Regions from separate parts of the Zea mays genome. Here region 2 is linked to region 1. Evidence: chromatin contacts called from public Hi-C data. All regions are on one chromosome and are shown on one strand. Each heading gives the region's core, a stretch centred on a gene start, on an enhancer-like site or on the middle of the called end of the contact. The rest is flanking DNA. Distances are from core to core; before and after follow the strand shown.

Evidence for each region. Hi-C and Micro-C count contacts between places; a contact is called where the count stands out from the background.
Region 2: a contact with region 1 is called in a Hi-C map of ear, with 2.7 times the contacts expected there. The contact joins the promoter of LOC100192054 here to the promoter of dhar4 in region 1. A contact is called at or near these places in 5 of 25 Hi-C or Micro-C datasets (bundle sheath, ear, endosperm and 1 more).

Annotation. Positions count from the first base shown.
Region 1 is chr6:124,406,850-124,412,353 of Zm-B73-REFERENCE-NAM-5.0, forward strand. dhar4 (glutathione dehydroascorbate reductase4) reads right to left here and starts at 3,242. Exons shown (of 7, transcript NM_001157942.2): 1 at 2,924-3,242; 2 at 419-509; 3 at 156-299. The coding sequence starts at 3,131.
Region 2 is chr6:124,607,908-124,613,208 of Zm-B73-REFERENCE-NAM-5.0, forward strand. LOC100192054 (putative RING zinc finger domain superfamily protein) reads right to left here and starts at 2,153. Exons shown (of 1, transcript NM_001137477.1): 1 at 701-2,153. The coding sequence starts at 1,876. The coding sequence ends at 893.

The sequences.
Region 1 (5,504 bases), core at 1,992-4,491:
GCATAAATGCTCAGCACGAAAATGAAACAGATAATGACAGAGAAATTAGCACAAAATATGTGTGGATGACTCAACATTTGAAACATGAGTGCTGAACACCCTTACATAAGTGCAAAACAGGAGTTATTAATTAGGGCACTGGAAATATCACATACACTGAAGCTTTTTCTGGTGGAGTTGCCAAGGGTGGTTCAGGGTATTTCTCCTCTAATGCTTGTGTTATAACATCAGAATCACCAATCCATTTTTCCTCGAGCTTCACGATAGGCACTTTACCTTCTGGGTTGATTTCAAATAACCTAATGAAGCAAGACAAAAGCATGATGGTTCATGGGCTCATGGCCATGGAACTATCAACCAGAAAAACAGCCAGTAATAATCTGAACAGAAAGGTTAGGCATGTCTTGCAGATAGGTACCAATCTGGCTTATTAGCTAGATCAACTAGCTTCAGATCATAAGGCAGATGCTTCTCCTCTATAGTCAACAAAACCCTCTGTGTGAAAGGACCTGTGGCCAACATGTGAAATTTAATTCAGACTGTCAAGTATTTCAATAATCAGAGCAAAAAAACTTGTGATGCAGTTAAAAACCTTAAACTGTGGTGTTACATTCTCATATAAAGGAAACAGGATTCACACACACTTCCATTCTGGTAATATCAATGTAGCCCAACAGTAAGAAACAGATGCCAATATTAATCTTTCAAATTTCTATTTCAAAACTCCCCAACCCACCCCTCTTTGTCTCTGTTTTAAAGGAGATGTGACCAACCCACGCCGTCTAAGTGAAACAGTGTTTGGGTAACCGTTAATATCTACTCGTATTATTAAACTCACTACTAATAAGAAAAAATGATGATGCCTAATGTTGTACTGTGAATTATGCTGGCAGTAGTTTCCCTACTTGAGTAAAGCATGTACCAGACTGCAGAGCAAGTTTTGTTATTAATAAGCAAAAACAGATTAGAAAAAGATAAACCTACTCTAGTTTGTTTCTGAATGCTGCTATTCTATTTCTACCACAGAAACAGTTATTCTGTGAAAGTTAATACTGCCAGTACAAAAATATTTTGTTTTTCTATACAAAATGAGCTCTTTTATTCTTACATTCTATCAGTCCTTCCAGATGGCATAAATTGACAACAAGGACTACCAATACAGCTTAAGTATACAGAAACCCAGGAAGGGACAATACCCAGAATCCAGAACCTTTTTCGTCATTAAGGCATTAACACATTCTATAGTCTCCATTAAAGCTTAAAAGAGGATTAGGGCAGGAGACAGACAAGAAATTTCACTCCAAAGAAAATCTTAAGATGTTCATCTCTTAATATACTATACTACATTAATATCAAACTTCACCAAAACACTGAAAGAACAAATCACCCACCTTCACCAAGCACTAGAAAAAATTCTCCAAGTATAAACTCATCATACAAGTACACCATTGAGTTTTCTATGCACTGCTGTTGGCTAAATGATTCAGAGAACATACACTGTTTATATTGTCATGACGATGATCACTAAAACAAGTGCACTAAATCAAACACTATTTACCAAAAAAATGGCTTGGTGCAGACTGCAAGACCAAGAACCTTTGGATTTTCCATGCATTGATGTTGGCTAAATGATTCAGAGCATACTCACTTAGTCACTTTATATTGTCATGAAGATGATGACCAAAACAAGTGCACTAAATCAAGCGCTATTTACCAAAAAATTGGCTTGGTGCAGACTGCAGGAACAAACTATGTGCTGAAATAACTACATCCACACCGCAGACACGTCAAAGGCAGGGTCAGCCCTGAGGGGGGCAGGGTGGGCGGCCGCCCTGGCCCCTAAATATATATCGAGTATATGATGTATGCTCTGAATTTTTAGTAATTGATTTTAATTTACTCATCATTCGATAGTCTATTCGTTAGCTATTCGTTAACTGCAGCTTGTTGGAAATCTAAGAGACGAATCGATGAGCCTGCCGCAGTTTTAGAGGAAACAAATTGTCGCAAACTGCTAGTGCGACGCGGCGACACGCTGAGTGCATGTAAGAGCTCTGCACGGCACCTCTCCCAGCTCTCTCCCTCTCCCCGCTGGTGCTCATCCCTTTCTCCTGTGCCGGCGCTGCCCCACCACGCTGCAGCCGCCGCCGCTGCCGTGCTGCTGGAGCTGCCGTCACGCCGCTGCCAGCCTCCGGCAGCCTCTACCACTCACCTTAGGTGCGGGAGTAAGGCGAGTAGGTCACCTTACATCCCCGGAGTGCCTTACCGCCTAGGCGATGCCTTAACAACTATGTTGTCCGCTATATGAATTGTCGAGCATGCCAAAGAGGTGGATTGTTATCCTAATGTCTCTATTGCATATCAAATCTTATTTATTGTGTCAGTGATTGTTCCATCTGTCAAAAAAATCTTTTTAAGACTAAAATTAGGGAAAACTATTTGAGATCAACAATTATGTGTTCATAAGTTTCCATATATAAGTATATATATATATATATATTATACATATAGACACGCATGGAGATAGGAGGGCCCCAATATTAACTTTCGTTCAGGGCCCCAAAAATACCAGGACCGGCTCTAGTCAAAGGCTGCTGTTTAACTAAAATCTAGCTCCACATATTTCATGCAATATCAGGTTATTATGTTTTTCACGTGCCATCATAAAAGCACATACGGGTCATGATACCAACACAAAAATCAATCCATTATACCATCGCTCTAAAAGTGAAAGAAAGCCTATCATTTGCAGTTGCACTGATAACGCAGCAAATTAAAATCTCGCCTATTCCAAATAGCTAACAACGCAAGCAGAACTATTGTCAGTTAACCTTGCATTCTATAAATTACATTTACCCAGCGCGCGCGCGCGCGAGAGAGAGAGAGAGAGAGAGAGAGAGAGAGAGAGAGAGAGAGAGCTCACAGTCTCCGAGGCGGCCAGGGATGGTGATGGACTCCTTAGCGCAGACCTCGAGGGGCTGGGCCGAGGCGCGGGCCACATACAAGCGGCGCTGCGGCGCGGCACGGGGCAGAAGGCAGCCGCGGGAGCGGCGGAAGGTGGTGGCGAGCAGCGCCGAGGAGGGGCCAGCAGTCGAGGCGGCGGCGGAGGTGCTGCGGAGGAGGACGGCCATGTTTAACTCGCCGGAGCAGGTCGGCGCGGGGAGGATGCGGTTCAGTACAAAGGGAGCACGCGGCGAGCGGTTGCAGCTGCGAAGGGGAGAGAAAAGCTTATCTGACCCGTGGCACGGGCTTGTTTGGCTGCGTTCGATAACCGTGGATATCTAGGGCATGTTTGGTTTGTTACCTCAATTGTCACATTTTGCCTAACTTTTCTGTCTAAGGTTAGTTATTTAATTTGAATGACTAATCTTAGGTAAAATGTAGCACATTTAGGTACAAACCAAACATACCCTTAGTAATCTGGACTGTATACACTACTCAAAAAAATTCAGCACAAAGTTGATATTTGAGATTCTCTCTAGCCACATATTACCCAAAGCAGAGAAATTAACATGTTTGTTTAAATATCAGATAAAATTTATCTCATTCCAGAATCCATAGGTAACCAAACGCTCCCTTGATCAGAGGCCGGACAGATAGAGTTTCTTTTGGACCAAAATCTCTACTATAGTTTCTTTTGGACCAAAATATCTACTATATTTTTGAGTTATGACCTGGGCCACGGTTAAGTGGCCCAGACCTAATATCCGTCCCTATTCAAAGCATCAGTTAGGTTGTCCACACTCAGACTGAATATGCTACCTTATGGGTCTTATCCAAGCGTCCATCGTCCACAATCGTATGTGGTATGTCTAGTGCAGATTTGGATGATTAGTAGCACGCACCATCAGATGTGCCTAGAACCGCTGAAGACACACTATTTACTTTCAATTAAAGCCAGCTTTTAGACTGTTGTAGTTGCAATCTATAGAGACAAAATATTAAAGAAGTAGTATAAATTGTTATGTATTAAAGTCAAACGAACAGGTTGGATACCCTTAGCAAGACACGCGGCTTATTTTTGTTCTTGATTTTTTTTGGATGTTAGAGCATCTTCAAGAGCTCCTAGAAAATGACTCCTAAAAATCAGCTCCCAAAAAATACTCCTAAAATCAGTTTTAAGGGACATCTAAAAAATTAGTGGGGATAGATTTTAATCATTTCTCCAACATATCTCTTAAAGCCGTAGATTGTTTCTGGGGAGCCAAAAAACCGGAGTTTTAAAGGCTATGAAAAAAGTTGGGAGCACTTTAGGGGAACTGTTGGAGATACGTTTTTGTGTTTTTATAAAAAAAACTTGATTTAGAGAAGACTTCTGATGAGCTCTTGGAGATACTCTTATATGTAGAGACCAAAAATGAGACAATGGAATCGCGAAGGAGGGCATCCGGATTTGAGGTTGTCTAAGTAGACCATGTAAAATAGGAGGTTTTATGGTAGATGACATTATTTACACAATGAAATTTGATATAGTGGATGAAATAGGGGATAGAATAGGGGATGGGATAGGCTTCTCCTGATAGGGTTGGAAACAAGCCGAGCTCGACTCGGCTCGCCCACTGCACGAGCTCAAGAATAAGGTTCGGCTTAGCTCACGAGCCACACATTAGTAAATATAATTGTATTATATATTAATTAATAGTATTTAAATATAAAATATAGAATCATTATTTAATATTATGAGTAATCTAAAATTTGAATTATTATATATCCATCGTCGAAGACTAAAAATAACTAATAATCCATTATTATTTTGTAGATTGATTAATTTAGTACATATGACATAGCTCACGAGCCAGCTTGGCTCGATTCGTTTCACCAACTAGCCTAAAAAATAGGCTTGTCTCGACTCGCTCGAGGTTCGCAAGCCGAGCCAAGATGCTCGAAGCTCGAGTCAGCTCGCGATCCCGAGCTTATTTTCTAGTTATATATATTCGATGCTTCACGCTTCTCCTAATAAGGTTTCTTTAAAGTTCAGCAGATATATAGTAGAAGTGAATAGTAATTATTTTAAAATCTTTTGTTTTAATAACATATTAAGTTTTTAATACTATATTAAGTTGTATGCATCGATCAATCTAATTCAAAAGTTTAAGTGATGAAGAAAAGTGGATAATTCACGACGTTTTTATTTGCCCTATTTTTTATTTCTTGGACAAAGAATGCTTTTCCCATTTTCTTTGTTTTTGTTCTTTTGGTTTGAAGAAATCTGTCCCGCTCTAGGCACAACTGGGTCAAATCAACTGCAACAGGACATTTGGTTTCGAATTAAATCTACGAGCGCTAAAGAACAATTTGTGCTTCTATTTTGAAAATCAACACCATTGTATTATTCTTCGGTAGAAGAAAGTACTAGCGAGCTCTGTTCATTTGAAGCGCCTTCAGATTAGATCATATCTTTCGTTCCAATACTTCAGATAGCAAACTATCTGTTTCACTGTTGATCTATATGGATTAGGTGATATTGAATTGATTTAATCTATAGCAAATTAAAATATATTTCA
Region 2 (5,301 bases), core at 903-3,402, 200 kb after region 1:
GTCTGAAAATGCAGGCTCAATCATTCGATATGCATTCATGAAGGCGGGAATATCATGAATGCATATATTCCTATAGTACCATAATTCAGAATTTATGACGTTTCTAACTCAACATGAAGATAAAAAACAAGACGAAATACTGGATGATGTTCTGCTTAAGAGTCAAAACACCCTTTATACTCACAAATATACATGAATTCAGGACCACGTAGTAGTAACAGGCAATAGTACCTGAAAACTAGAGAATCTGGAACTCACTCCCGATTACCTTAATTCATTAGTTTTGTAAAAAAACACCACCTTAAGATTTTGATGTTGTAAGAATTGTTTGGCAGTTGATAGCCACTTTCATGGGATTCTGATGCAATTCCATCTAAATATTAGAAAGTATGACTAGATTGACAGCAGACCCAAAAAAAAACAGGGGGCTTAAAGAAGCCAATCACTCTACTAGTGCATGAACAGTTAAATTGTGCTGTGATACATCTAATAGTAACTCGAAATAGCAGTACATGTTTTCCGTTGCATATTTGTCAAATGAATGGAGTGCAGAAGTCACATGTCGATGTAAGCTATACTCTGATCTAGACATTGCATATCTAGATGCATAACCAAACTGACCTATAGTTTTGGATGGAGGGAACAAATGATACATGAGACCCAACACAAAGTATTAGGCAGACCAGAATCAGATCATTCTAAGTCATCACAATGTACATGGCGCAACATACTAACATGGCAAGATTACCAAAAGTTAAGCCCCCGATGAGGTTGGCACTCCAATCAAAATCAGCACATGAAAACTAGATAAGAAAAATGACTACAGGTAAGAACTTCGGTGAGCAACACTAACTAAAGAAAGGCCACTATCACATTATACCAGTACAGAGAGTCATAAGTTCGATGTATCCACAGCACCTCCTTTCTTCATCCATGGAAGGCTCCCAGCATCCGAACATTCATCAGAACCAGCAGGTAGCTTGCCCTTAAGATTAGACCATTGCCAAATTTTTGACACGGAGAAACTCTCCCCTTTGTTGCGTGCACAGATCTTCTTCCCCTCCATAATATCAGCATTGATTGAACTTAAACCAGGAGGCATTCCCCTCATTGCACCACCAGTGCCATTCCTGATACAGCCAGGCTGGAGAGCTACCCGGAGCTCAGATGTGCCAAGAACATACTGATAGGTGCCCATGGAGAAGCATCTCCTTCCATCCAACCTGCTGCTGCTACTCTCCCCTTCATCCCTAGTCAACACCCTGGGATTAGCATTGGCATTGGCATTGGCATTGGCATGGCCACCTTCCACCGCACCATGGGTTCCGACATTCTTGAACTTCCCCAACCTCACAGGGAATACCTTCTTCTCGGCCACCGGTGTCTGTGCCAACCCTGAAGCCTTCAGCCCAGGCAATCCAAATCCGTCGTCACAGTCCTCGGACAACCGCCCTTCCTCCAGGCCCTCCTCGAAATCGAACATCGGGCTGTCCTCGCCCATGAGCCCCGGGACGAAGAGCACCCCGCGGCAGAGCGGGCAGGTCGAGTTGGAGAGCAGCCACGTGTCGATGCAATTGAGGTGGAAGGCGTGCCCGCACAGCGGCAGCAACCGGAGCCGGTCCTCGGCGTCGAACTCGCACAGGCACACCGCGCAGTCGAACGGCTCCTTGTCCCCGTCGCCGCCGCCGCCCACGACGATCTCGCGGTAGGCGAAGACCGGCAGCGCGTCGATGAAGGCCTGGTCCAGCCCGGAGTCGTGGAGGTGGAACAGCTGCTGCAGCTGCCGCTGCAACGCAGCGTCCGCCCCGCCGCCCTCCCCTCCAGACCCCCGCGCCGCTGCTGACGCCGTGCCCCCTCGGCGGCGCTGCTTCTTCATGAGGACACGCACCAGGAGGTGGAGCAGGCCGGAGATGAAGAAAACCACCGCGAGAATCACGATGATGAAAAGCACCGCGGGGCTAATCTTCCCTCCTCCTCCTCCTCCTCCTCCTCCTCCTCCGCCGCCGCTGCCGTAAGCCGTAACCTGCACCTGCGCCGGCGGCAGAGGCGGCGGGAGTGCGGCGAGGCCATTGTACGTGAGCGCGTCCCTGACGATGCCGGCGCCATGGAGGCGGCGCGGGGCGCAGGATCCGGACGAAGACGAAGATGCGGCCGCTTCAGCCATGCCTGCTACGAGTTCGGACTGCGGGAGTACCCACGCATCTCATCGGATCCCGCGGACCAGGGATGCGATCTCTGGAGGAAGAAACCAGCGATCCCCGTCAGGACAAGATGTGGAAGTCGCACCAAAAAGCGGCGGTCCGGCAAGCAGACGAGGAGCTAGGGGCCAACAGACCTGAAACCCTCGGGACGGGAGCTCTGGCCTCTGGGCTTAACAGCAGGAGGAGGGCCGGTGAGGCGGTCAGCAAACGAATCGCTTCAGTATACCGGCTACGCATAAAACATTATTTTGTACAACTATTTTATTAGTTAGAGTTTAAAATAAAATATGTAGATTTAAAAAGCAGCTAATTAGTCTACTTTTGTGACGACACGTAGTCTGTAGTCGGACAGTTCGATTTCGAACTACACAATTTCAGTCTCGCACGAGCACAACTTAGACTGATGTGTAGTAGATTTAAACCAATCTAGACCGATATATAGGACAATATTTAGGGAGTGTTTGGTTTCTAGGGACTAATTTTTAGTCCCTACATTTTATTCCACTTTAGTTACAAAATTATCAAATATAGAAACTAAAACTTTATTTTAGTTTCTATATTTGTCAATTTATATACTAAAATGGAACAAAATGAAGGGACTAAACATTAGTCCCTAGAAACCAAACACCCCCTTAGTCATGTTACTACTGGATCTGAGTATGGGTCACTCGATCCGATCACCTCGATCTAACCCGTTCGGAAAAAAAACTTTACCTGACTCGATTTAATCCAATCGATACGAACGTGGCCTAGAATTTTAACCCGTCAAAAAAATCAAGTTAGACTCGGGCCACGATTTTAGTCCACGGGCCGGCTCGTCAACCCAATAAAAAATAATAAAAATATAGCTTGGCCTTATCTCGGCTCTCAAGTAGTATGGATTTGTTTGGTTCAGCTTTCTTCTGATCAGCTTTTCTGAGAATTTGGCTGTGCGAAGAATCTGACTATGTAGCCCAGTCCATTCACATTTTCGCTGGAAAAAGATTCCTCTATGTGCTAGCATCCGGGTTGTTAGTATGGAAGAAGCTCGGCTCTCTGTAGTGCGACTCGTCTGTTTTTTCATGTGATGCTGGGCCATTAGGCTGACCCATGGGTCGTCAGGTCGGGTCATGGACGGGCTTGGGCCAAGATCTTAGGGTGTAGGTTGGGCCACAGGCGAGCTCGAGTCGACTGAAATTTTGTCAGGTTTTTTGTCAGACCTAAACCTAAACCCGATTCCGAGGAATGCTCATGTCTAGTTCCTACGCACGAAGGCTAATAGGCACAACCCATTAATTAATATAAGTCTCATATAAATTGAGTATATTTATCTTAAGCCTATGTTTAACACCAAAAGTGATGGACGGTCCAGTCGAATGTCCGGACGTTCCAACTTCCACGCCCCCACAATCAGATTGATTCATGCGATTATCCTTATCTCGTGTGTGGTTATCCACCTAATTACATGGGATTTGTTGGCTATCATCTAGAAACGAGTCCAGATCTCCCCTTATATATATAGGGTACGGTCGATTGAGAATCCCCGAACACATTCCAATCAAATCAATTTATTACTTTCTTTATCATTCCTGACTGAGGAGTAGATGTAGCATAGTCCTAGCTGACTCCAGCAAGGCTCTCTAAAGGGTTCTCTATAGGGCTGGAAACGAGCCGAGCCGAGCCAGGCTCGGCTCGGCTCGGTGAGGCTCGGTGGAATAGCGAGCCGAGCCAGGCTCGGCTCAGTCACTTACCGAGCTCGGTAATGAGGCTCGGCTCGGCTCGATATAGGCTCGCGAGCCGGCTCGGCTCGGCTCGCGAGCCTGTACACTCAAGTACTCAACAACATTAATTATAGTCATTAGTCAAATTTGAAGCACAATATGTTCCATGTAATAAAAAATTATGTCCCTGCACCCTAGTTCCTTGTGAGTTGTGACCAAAACAGCACAATTACACACTGGTCAACGGAGATTCGAGTAAGCAGTAGTTTGGACCGAGCCTCGAGCCGGCTCGCGAGCCTCACCGAGCCGGCTCGGCTCGGCTCGTTAGTGTAGCGAGCCGCAGAATTAGGCTCGGCTCGGGCTCGTTTAGGCTCGCGAGCCTCACCGAGCCGAGCCGAGCCTGATCGAGCCCGAGCCGGCTCGCGAGCCTCGAGCTTTTTTTCCAGCCCTAGTTCTCTACCCTAAATATAGAAGATCAAACGGTCATCTACGCTCTTCAGCAACGTCCTCTAAATGGTCCTCTAAATTCTAAACGGTCCTCTAAATTTAGAGGACGATGCTGGATTCTCTATATATAAAGTTTCTCTAAACGGTCCTCCATCCATTTGAATACTTTAAATAACCGGTTTAGCAAAACTAAAATATGACAATACATTTGAGAGTATGACAAATACGTATGTTGTCACACCTGGCTTTAAAGGACAAAGCCGGGTGCATCTCATACATGCGCCAAAGAAGACAACATATATAATAACAGAGTGTATAGAGATAAATGTCATGTGGGGGGGGGGGGGTGTGAGACAGCAAGAGTGAGCTCACATACGTTCATCGCTCAACAAGTTGTGGGGAATAATGTGGCATGAACTCACCAAGGGTGGGAGTTCATGAAGTGTAAGGCTATTCAATGAAGTAAAGGCTGAGGCTGAGCATTGCTTTTATAAGTTGGTCAAAATTTTATTAGCAATTACTAAGTGGAAGTAAATACCAAACCTTAATAATAATAAAGTAATAGTAAAATAATCCCAAATGCGATGCAAATGTCAAATTAAATTTAAGTTCCATAATTAATCATGTGAGGGTCCGAGCCGCTCATGACCGTGAGCACGGCTAGTATACTAGTTTTACACTCTGCAGAGGTTGCGCATCTTTACCCACAAGTCATGTTACCCATCTGCCAAGAGATGGCCAATCCCATACACCACTACCGAGGAGGCGAGGCAGGGTAACACTACGAGGCCTTTACAAAGTTCCACTAGCTTCAGAAATCCCGCTACAGTTTATAGGAAGCTCCAGTGCAGGGTTCTTGCCTGACCGCCATCGCAGCAAAATCAACCCAAGGACCTCCCTACACTGACCACTCCCCTACTGCCCTTGCCCCTTTCGGGTAAGGAAGACCTCCA